Linked DNA regions of Zea mays: all the other regions are linked to region 1. The links are chromatin contacts, called in public Hi-C maps. All regions are on one chromosome and are shown on one strand. The core of a region is the stretch at or near the end of the contact, and the rest is flanking DNA. Distances in the headings are between cores, read along the strand shown.

The links. A called contact is a pair of places that touch in the nucleus more often than the background predicts.
Region 2: a contact with region 1 is called in a Hi-C map of leaf, with 5 times the contacts expected there. The contact joins the enhancer-like site here to the promoter of LOC100283562 in region 1. A contact is called at or near these places in 5 of 25 Hi-C or Micro-C datasets (bundle sheath, ear, leaf and 1 more).
Region 3: a Hi-C map of endosperm shows a contact between it and region 1, with 2.6 times the contacts expected there. The contact joins the enhancer-like site here to the promoter of LOC100283562 in region 1. A contact is called at or near these places in 2 of 25 Hi-C or Micro-C datasets (endosperm and leaf).

The regions. Positions count from the first base shown.
Region 1 is chr3:118,480,041-118,483,262 of Zm-B73-REFERENCE-NAM-5.0, forward strand. It overlaps LOC100283562 (pyridoxal kinase), which reads left to right and starts at 1,577. Exons shown (of 13, transcript NM_001364410.1): 1 at 1,577-1,684; 2 at 1,798-1,963; 3 at 2,588-2,681; 4 at 2,763-2,867; 5 at 3,115-3,198. The coding sequence starts at 1,883. It also overlaps the pseudogene LOC103652138.
Region 2 is chr3:118,847,651-118,850,802 of Zm-B73-REFERENCE-NAM-5.0, forward strand. No RefSeq gene overlaps it. Among protein-coding and RNA genes, the nearest start is that of LOC103652139, 93 kb to the left of the region's middle. Within about 2 kb of position 1,596, at least 20 of the 20 cell types and tissues checked have an H3K27ac peak or open chromatin away from gene starts, as enhancers often do. A contact at or near this core is called in bundle sheath, ear, leaf and 1 more, where this site is marked.
Region 3 is chr3:118,975,296-118,978,436 of Zm-B73-REFERENCE-NAM-5.0, forward strand. No RefSeq gene overlaps it. Among protein-coding and RNA genes, the nearest start is that of LOC103650468, 42 kb to the right of the region's middle. Within about 2 kb of position 1,311, at least 17 of the 20 cell types and tissues checked have an H3K27ac peak or open chromatin away from gene starts, as enhancers often do. A contact at or near this core is called in endosperm and leaf, where this site is marked.

The DNA of each region.
Region 1 (3,222 bases), core at 327-2,826:
GAGTAGATGTGGAAGGAGTCGAGGGAGCTTGTGAATCAGGACACCACGACACTGGTCGCTATAGTGTCAGGGATCAACAATGGCGGGGTAGGGAAGCTGATGGCTGCACCTGAGGCAGAGACCAGAGCAAGGTTCAAGTGCAACTACTACAAGTTCGCCATGGATCAGGTCGCTTAGAAATGTTTGCTTTACAGTTTAGGAGCCTGTCTTTCATCACCCAGTTCTAAATTTTGTTGATCACTTGTTTACCGCAATCAGCTAATCAAGTACACATATATCATTGTGTTTCGTTGTAATTTCTGTAAGGACGGCCACATCAAACACTTAACTGGATATTCAGAAAATTCGTTTCTGCAAAGAGTGAATCTCTATTAGAGAACTGTGTTCTTTGTTGTTAGTACTTACACAAGAATACCATGTAGTAGATCTGTCTTAAATTATTCCATGCTTGCTTTGTAGGCACAATACAAACTGCAGTTTCCAATACTCATAGAGTTACTGAAAGCAGTGGAGGGGAAGCAATGTATCATATGTGAAACTATCATCTTGGAGTTCAAAGAAATTGTTTCTATGTGTGGTGGGCCTGAGGAGAACACTAGAGCAAGACATTTGTTGAAACAACTTACGTAAGTTCTGTTACATAGCTAATTTGATTTCTCAAGGCCCGTGAGTTGGTGTATTTATAAAAATATTATATATTTATATCGTCAATATAACATTAGTGGTACGATAATATTTTGTCACACGGATTTTGTATACCATAGTGATGTTTGTCGTTTCGTATCTATGTTTTATACTAATTTTTAACCCTTGTGGCAACGCACGGGCACACACCTAGTGAAGGATTATGTGTGCAAACCGAGTTTACCACTGAAGGGTCTCGCTTCTCTATAAAGGAGCATGTACCCCTCATAATGAACAAGAGAAGAGTTCATCCATCTTTGTCTCTTGTCGCTTTGTGTTTGTGCTGCCTCGGGAGGGGAAGGGAAACAAGTCTTTCATATCTTCTTATACCTGATCTATTGATGAGAGAGAGGTAAGTGGATCTGGTGATCTTTTCTCAATAGTTTTAAGGACCCCACAGAAGCAGACCCTCATTCTGTCTGTTGTGCCCAAGTCGGCCTTTAGAGGCCCACATAGCAGACTCGCCCTTTCTGTCTGTCGGGCCTAGATCGGGAACTAGGACCAAGCCCAACTCGTCAAGCCCGCCGCCATGGACCATGGTGCGGTCGTGTCATCGCGTGGCTCGCCTCCCCTTCCCACGGGCACGACGAGGATCCAGCCCGTCCCTTTCGTAACAGACGCCCCAGATCCCGCCAAGCTGTCCCTCCCAAGCGTACGATCCCATCGCCATCCACCACTGGTCGGTCCACTCCACCGCCCGTCCCCCGTGCCGTTCCGTGCGTCGCATGACTGTCGCCGCACTCCGCTTGCCGCCGCCCGCCGCAGCTCCCTCCGGCCGCGCGCGCCTCGTGGGGGCCGCCGCGCACCGCTGCTCCCCCAGGTGCGCGACGCAACAGGCATGGCCTGCAGCAGCAGCAACAGTATTTAAATAAATTAAATAAATATTTTTTCCAAGATCATTATCGAACAAGCAATCGCCTCACTGGTCAACCTGACTGAATAGGTGAGGTGAGGTGAGGTGAGGTCAGTGGTGGATTGAGAAGGGAGGCTATCGGATTCGGTTGCTTCTCTTCTCCTCTTCCTGTACTTCCTCCTCGTGTTCCAGTCTTGATCGGAAGTGTATTGGTTCTCGCTTAAAGCGTGTCTGTCCTGTGCCTGTGCCTGTGCCTGCAGGGAGGCGTTTGGGTGGTGGTGCTCCCAGCTGCTGCTGACGCGGAGCGGCCGGACGAGGACGACGGCGGCGGCGGCGTACCCGAAGATGGCGCGGCCGCCGATCCTATCCGTCGCGCTGCCGTCTGACACCGGCCGTGTGCTCAGCATCCAGTCCCACACCGTCCAGGTTCAGCCCGCTGCCCTGACCACCTGCGACCATCCGTCTGTTTGCTGGGTTCCTGCTTGCACGCCTCGATGATTCAAGAGCCCGGACTCTGCGCCTGCCTCTATGACTTTGCTTATTCATTCGCACATGGATGTGTCCTTGAGGAGTTGTGTTTTAGATTCGGCAGCAAAGCAGTGGTTTTGTGGGTTGTAGCATGTGGACTAGCTGACTAGACTATGAACACAGCTCTATGGTCTATTGAGTCTGGATATGGGTTGCTGCATGTATTGTAGGTTTAGATTGGGTCTCCCTTTCATGTGTTGATGCCATACATATAAGATGGTGCACGCATGGTCTCACGAGTCACGACTGTGTACTAAGCACTGGCGCAATCGTTTGTGCACGTCATTGGCATGAATGTCACCTAATAAGTGGTGGCACAATCGTTTGTGTGATGGATCAGTGGTTATGACTGCTTTGTCTTTTGTATGGCGAGCGGTCACGACTCACGAGTTTGTGTTTTATTCAGGATTTGTTCAGTCAAAATAGTCTGCTTCGATTTTGTTTCAGAGCAAGAATCATTGAGCATTTTCACTTTCTTATTTGATAGCCTGCTCTTCTCATTCTCTGATTGCTCCAATTCAGGGGTATGTTGGCAACAAATCGGCCGTCTTTCCCCTGCAGCTCCTTGGCTTTGATGTGGATCCAATAAACTCTGTACAGTTTTCTAATCATACAGGTAAATGTATATCGTGGATGTACACAATCTCGTACAATTCACTTGGGACACATAAACAATTCCAGTTGTGTGTTATCTCAGGATACCCAACATTTAGAGGTCAGGTTCTTAATGGCAAACAGCTCTGGGACCTTATTGAAGGACTGGAGGAAAATCAGTTGCTTCATTATACCCATTTATTAACAGGTGAAACTAGACGTGCCCATCCTTCATGTCCAGGAAATAAACTAGATTAATTGCTTGGTCTTATGATATTTCACCATGATACCAAGGAAAAATCAGTGACTTTCTACTGCAATATATATATATATATATATATATATATATATATATATATATATATATATATATATATATATATATATATATATATATATATATATATATATATACACACACACACACAAAGTGACATGCTGTTTATGGTTCTCAGGTTATATAGGCTCAGTTTCCTTTTTAGATACTGTGCTACAAGTTGTTGAGAAATTGCGATCAGTTAATCCTGATCTTGTATATGGTAATCTTTTCTCATCTTTTGTTA
Region 2 (3,152 bases), core at 346-2,845, 370 kb after region 1:
CCATAGTTGATAGGGAGACGACGGCCTAGACCACTCATGAACTCATCACACGATCCTTCATGCGCCTCATCATGTGGTACCTGTTCTTGACCTGGGGGATGTGAGTACAGCAAGGATGAGCTCACATACATTCATTGCTCAACAAGTTGTGGGGAATAATGTGCATGAACTCACCAAAAGTGGGAGCTCATGTGAAGTGTAAAGCTTACCAAAGGAGATGGTTAAAGCTGAGCATTGCTTTTAGAGTTGGACAAAATTTTATTAGCACTTACTAAGTAAAAGTAGATACTATCCCAAACAAATAAGAGATCAAAATTAATAGTACACCCATAATGCAATGCATATGACAAATTGAGTTTAGTTCCATAGGTTAATCATGTGAGGGTCCGAGCTGCTCATGACCGTGAGCACAACTAATATACCAGTTTTACACTTTGCAAAGGTTGCACATCTTTACCCACAAATTGTGTATCCCATCTAGCCAGGGTTTGCAAGGCCCTTAGACACTTCCGAGGTGAATGGCTAGGGATCCACTATGAGGCCTTTACAAAGTTCCACTAGCTTCAGAAAACCCACTACGATTTCTGAGAAGGGCAATATTGGAATCCCTCATCCGAAAAGCCATCGCAGCATGATCAACCAAAGAACCTCTCTATACACAACTCCTCTACCGCCCTTGCCCCTTTTGAGTAAGGTAGTCCTCCACTAGCTTTCCTAATTAGTCAGCCAAGGGCGTCCCATACCATAAGTATCTTATCCAAGGTGTAACATTAATTTCTCAAAACTAGGTAGAGCGATAGCAAAACTCCCCAATAGTTCTTTTGTATCCAAGGTGTGGGATAAACAATGCTAGGGATACCTATTAGGTCACATCAAATTAATCTGAGCATGTCATAGTGATTAACATGAACATTATTAGGTAAAGAAGAGTGATCAAGGGCACAACTTGCCTTAGACTCGAGATTCCCAGGTACCAACTTGGTCTTCAAGTGACTCATAACCTCGCTGCTATTCGTAGCAATACAAACAAACATGGTATAGAAAAAACTAACATCACACCAACCATAAGCACAAGCTACCTTATAATGTTCTACGCATCATAACGAGATCCCAGGTTCGAGAACCACTAAATACGGAGTTACTGTTATAAAGTTATGATTTTCTGAAGATTTAAGTGTTGGGTACAAAAGAAATTAAGTGCATAATTTTAATTTATGTTTCATAACAAAATAAAGTTACTAGGGGATAAACAATATTATTATGAATTTAATGCAACTGGAATGGATTAAAAAGGAGTTAAAATAAATTAAATATGAATTAAACAAATTTCTGGAATTATTTTTATACTAAAACCAATTTCCATATTTAACTTATTTAATCCTGGGCTGCGGACACAAAACCCAGGAAACCGGGTTCATTCTGCAAATTCCAGTGACTTATTTGTTATTCATTCTGACCTAACATGGACGGTGGGTTGATTATTATATAAATGAGGGGCTCTTAAGGAAAAAGGCTATGGCGAAGGGGTATCTTGCGATCTAAGTCGTCCATCCATCAATCTGCGGCTTGGATAAGATATACCATAACTCGAACCGATATCTAGTGATAGCCACCCGATCTATGATCAACGGACCACAGCGACCCACACCATTATATAACCGAAGCCCTTAGATCAGCGATCGATGGCCACGATTGAATACACTAAAGCGTTTTCCTGTGATCTAATCTGGATCGCTCATCGGGAGATCAACGACCCCCGCGGCTTTTCCCTTCCTAATCACCCAGGCCACGGCGGAGCGAGCGCCCCACGGTGGAGCATTGCCGCTGCACACCCAATCCTGGCCTCCTAGTACCAATCTCCTACGGAATTCAGTGCTATGCAAAGGATCCAGAATGGCGAAGCTAGTGGTGGCGTCTTACCGGAGGATTAGGTCGCTAGGAACGTCTGCCCACGAAGAAGGCGGATCCGCGGCGAAGTCTTAGCTCCAGCGAGCGGTTCACGAGCTCTGAAGGGTTATGTGCCCACCACTGCACACACACAAGTTCCAACCCGGTCTCACGATGCTTCCTGACCAGCTGCCAAAGCCAGAATGGTCCCTCCCCCGGGAAGATCAACGGCGGCGGCAAGCTTCACTTTGTCCCTCACTAAACTTCTCTTCGTCAGTGAGGTTCACGCACGTGGTTCTGGGTTTAATGCAGTGGTCAGCGACCTAGGCTTAAATAGTCTGGGGGGAGGGGGCGAAGTCCGTGCGGTTGTTGCGACGCCCTCCGCGGGATTCGCGATGACTGTTGTCGTCGACGCCGCGCCGGGTGGACGACGGATCTGGCCACCCGTGCCCACCCGCCAGAGGCGCAAAGCTCCTAGGTGACCGGTGATCGCCTGCCCATGAGGTCGACCTGCCCGTGGCACGGCGCGCGTGGAAGGAGGGGAAACAGAGTGGCCCACGATGATGTTGGGCCGAGCAGGTGGTCTTTCAGCCTAGCGACTTCTTTTATTTTTTTTATCATTTCTATGTTTTCTTTTTCCTTTTTGATTTAGAATCTGAATTTGATTCATGTTTAAACCTCAAATTTCGAAAATGCATCAGACCAAGGTTTCATCATGTTTTTGCAGAAATATTTCATTTATTTCTACTGTATTTATTTATTCACTAATATTTTAACCCACGTAGTTAATGAAAGGAATATCCCACTTGTTTTAACACACATGAAAAATCTTCTTGTTATTATATATCTAAATCATATGTTATAAAGACACAACTACTATTACATAATTTTATACTAAAAGATAGTTTTATCTCAACCTATCTAGGAATTAATATCTCCAATTATTTTAGCCCAAAAGAAGAGTTTAACTCATAATTCTTGTATATATAATCCAATCGAAGTATAATTTAGTTTCTAAGTATCTTTCATGTTAGTCTTTTATTTAGATAATATATTCATTTTGGGCCATTTTTAGTTATTAATGTTATAAATTCTAAAGTAGAATTTTGGGTGTTACAATTCTGCACAACTTGTTGAGCGATGAACGTATGTGAGCTCACCGTTGCTATACTCACATCCCCTAGGTCAAGGATAGGTACTACAAGATGAGGAACATGAAGGATGTCGCGATGAGTTCGTGAGAGGTCTAGGTCATCGTCTCCCAG
Region 3 (3,141 bases), core at 61-2,560, 490 kb after region 1:
CTTATTCATGCTTATAAAATAAGAATATGAATATGAATAGTCCAATAATTTGAAATGATTATTCATATTCTTTTTGTGTTTCATGTCTCTGTTTACATCCTTGCTTACTGAAATGATGAAGGTATATCCTTCATGACATTCGTCTGAAGATCATTATATCCCAAGGGAAATAATGCTTCGAAGGACAAAGGTCTCTAATTGTTCACAATTGTGTTGCTTTGTTCTTGGTGTATAGCATCCGAGAGCAAGGACCAACAAAAGGATACTATTATAAACAGTAGAGGTCTTCTTCATATTAGAATCTTGTTTGAAATCTAAAAATTCAAACCAAGAGTTTAAATTATGTTTGAATCCTTGAAATTTGAATTTGAATATGAAAATAGAAGAAAAGAAAAAGAATAAGAATAAGACTTACCTCAAGACTGGGCTGAATTCATCACAAGCCGGCCCACTCAACTCACCCCCCGCGCCAGCCCTGGTTTCCTCTGACGTGCGGGCCTCGGTCGTAGCCGCTTCTCTCTACCACACGCTTGTCTCACTAGAGGCAAGGGCCCACATGTCATCTCGCTCGCGCCGTCGGCTACAGCTGTGGCTGAACGAACTACGCGATGCCGCCATGACCGCTATGGCTGTTGCGCCACGTTGCACCACGACGCACATGTATGCCTTCACCTGATACCACCCCACCGTGAAACACCACCATGTGCACTCGCCGCAAGCTAAGAAGTGAGAGAAGGAGAGCCACCGCGTCTTCTCTTCGCCGGTGTTGCAGATTGGAGCGCCGGGTTAGCCTAGAGACCATTGCGGTGTCCCCGGGGTAAGATCGACGCCGCCATGGTGCGGATTGGCGCTCATCACGGGCGAAATTCCTCACTAGAGATTTTGCGCCGCTGTGATCTGCACCTCACCGTGGACAAAGGCCAACGCAGCAAAATACATGGTAACGCCCCATTCCTCGTTTCAGTTTCATATTCTCATCGTGTAGCATCGATCCGAATGGTGGGTAGCTTACAAGTGCCCCCTAGATCGCTCACCAGAGCTATATTCCATTGCGGATCCGCTTCACACGTGGGGAGCAGAGTAGTCGCCATAATCCATAGGAAGTAGTCCTCTATCATGCTCACTGTTGTCGACACTTTGTTTTGCACCGTGCAGTTGACGGAATAGGGCATTGGATAATGGGTTGGGCGGGGCACCGGTGGAGCACCGTCGGGCGTTGCAATGCGCCGCCGACCGTGGTGCTCGGGGAAGAAGAGGTGTCGACTGACATCAATTTGAGTTGGACGGCTAGGATTAAATCGCAGGGATACCCTTTCAAAGCTTAAAATCCATGCCATTGGTTCATCCGCGGACAGCTACGATTTGATCGTGCCTTCATTGAATCTAGACCATGGATCATTGATCCGACGACCTCGATTGTGTACCGCTTCATAAACTTTCGGGGTCTGATCGGGGCGATTTGATTTTAATCGGATGGCTCTAGTGACCCCATACCCCTTCAGCTAAGCAGATTTACAAAAGAGACCCCTAGTTATGCAGTAATTAACCCGCCATCCACCCTGAGGAAAGAAACACTGCGTTTTGGCCCTGAAACTTACTTAGAACACCCTGGGTTTCCTCAAAATCTCATCTACGGTCCAAATAGATTTCAAGCTTAGCAGAATTACTTAGAAAAATGATTTTTTAATTCCCAAACCATCATAACACCATAACTTAATTATTCTAACTCCAAATTGAGCCATTCTAGTTGCAATAAACTCATAATAATATTGTTTAGTATTTAGCAACAATATTTTTATGTCACATGTAGTAAAATCATACACTTAACTTGTTTTATGACTAACACCTAAGTATTTAGAAAGCAATAACTTTATAACTGTAACTCCGAATTTAGTGGTTCTCGAACCTACGATCTCGTTATGACGCGTAGAACACTATTATGCAGTTTGTTCTTATGTTTGGTGTGATGTTAATTTTACCTATACCATTTTTGTTTGTATTGCTACGAGTAGCAGCGAGGTTATGAATCACTTGAAGACCAAGTTGGTACCTAGGAATCTTGAGTATAAGGCAAGTTGTGCCCTTGATCACTTTTCTCTTTACCCAATAATGTTCCTGTTAATCATTGTGACATGCTCAGGTTAAGCATCTCTTATAAGATTTATGCTAAAGCATCTCTTATAACCAACCATTACCATACCTTCCAATCAAGATCTTCACTCCCTCGTTGTTGTTGGTCATCTCGGTTTTTTTATTATGAACCGGAGATCCGATCGACGAACCGGAAGCGTGGTGACAAAGCTCTCGTGAGCTGGTCACGATGATGTTCTGGGCTGCCCCGGAAGATGAACGGACGGGGAGAAATTACTCGCCGAGGTTGTCACTAGAGTTGGGGAGGAACTCGAACTTCGACGAGCTGGTCAAAGCGGCTTATGGATGCAAGCTTAGCTAGCGGCAGGTTGTGGCATGTACTTATATAGGCTGGGAGGTGAGTGGTTACATGACAGATCTAATATGATACTTATCTGTTATAATCATATCCTATCTATTAGGAACTCTAAAAAACTCGAAACCAAATCTGTTACATCACATATTTAGTCTGTTACTTATATGTTACAATCCTATCCTATATGTTAGGAACTCTAACAAACTCGAAACCAAATCTGTTGCGTAGGTGAGGGATTATCCTGTCAACAGGGCCCTATGCGGCAGTGATGCATTGGACGACATCATCGGTGATGTCATGATGATGCAGCCATACGGCTAGGGAATAAAGAAAAGAAAAAAATCAAAATGAACATGGAAGAGCACATGGGCTTCGCGTGGTGTTATCCTCACAAGGCCAAGTAACGAGCCGCCTGTGAGGTGAGTTCTCTTGTTTTATTATTTTTCTTTCTCGTTTTTAATTTCTAAATTTCTATTTAATTTCCTATTTTTGTTTACCAATTTCAAATTTAATTTTGAGTTAAAATTTCAAATTCTAGTGAAATACACAATCACAAATCCAGCATGCCATGTAAGTATAATTGTATACATATGTGTACATCAGTTCTTTAGTTCATGCTTCAAACATATAATAAAGGATAATGCACACATTATTTGTTTTAAGAAAATATTATTTTTGAATGTGTGATCAAATTA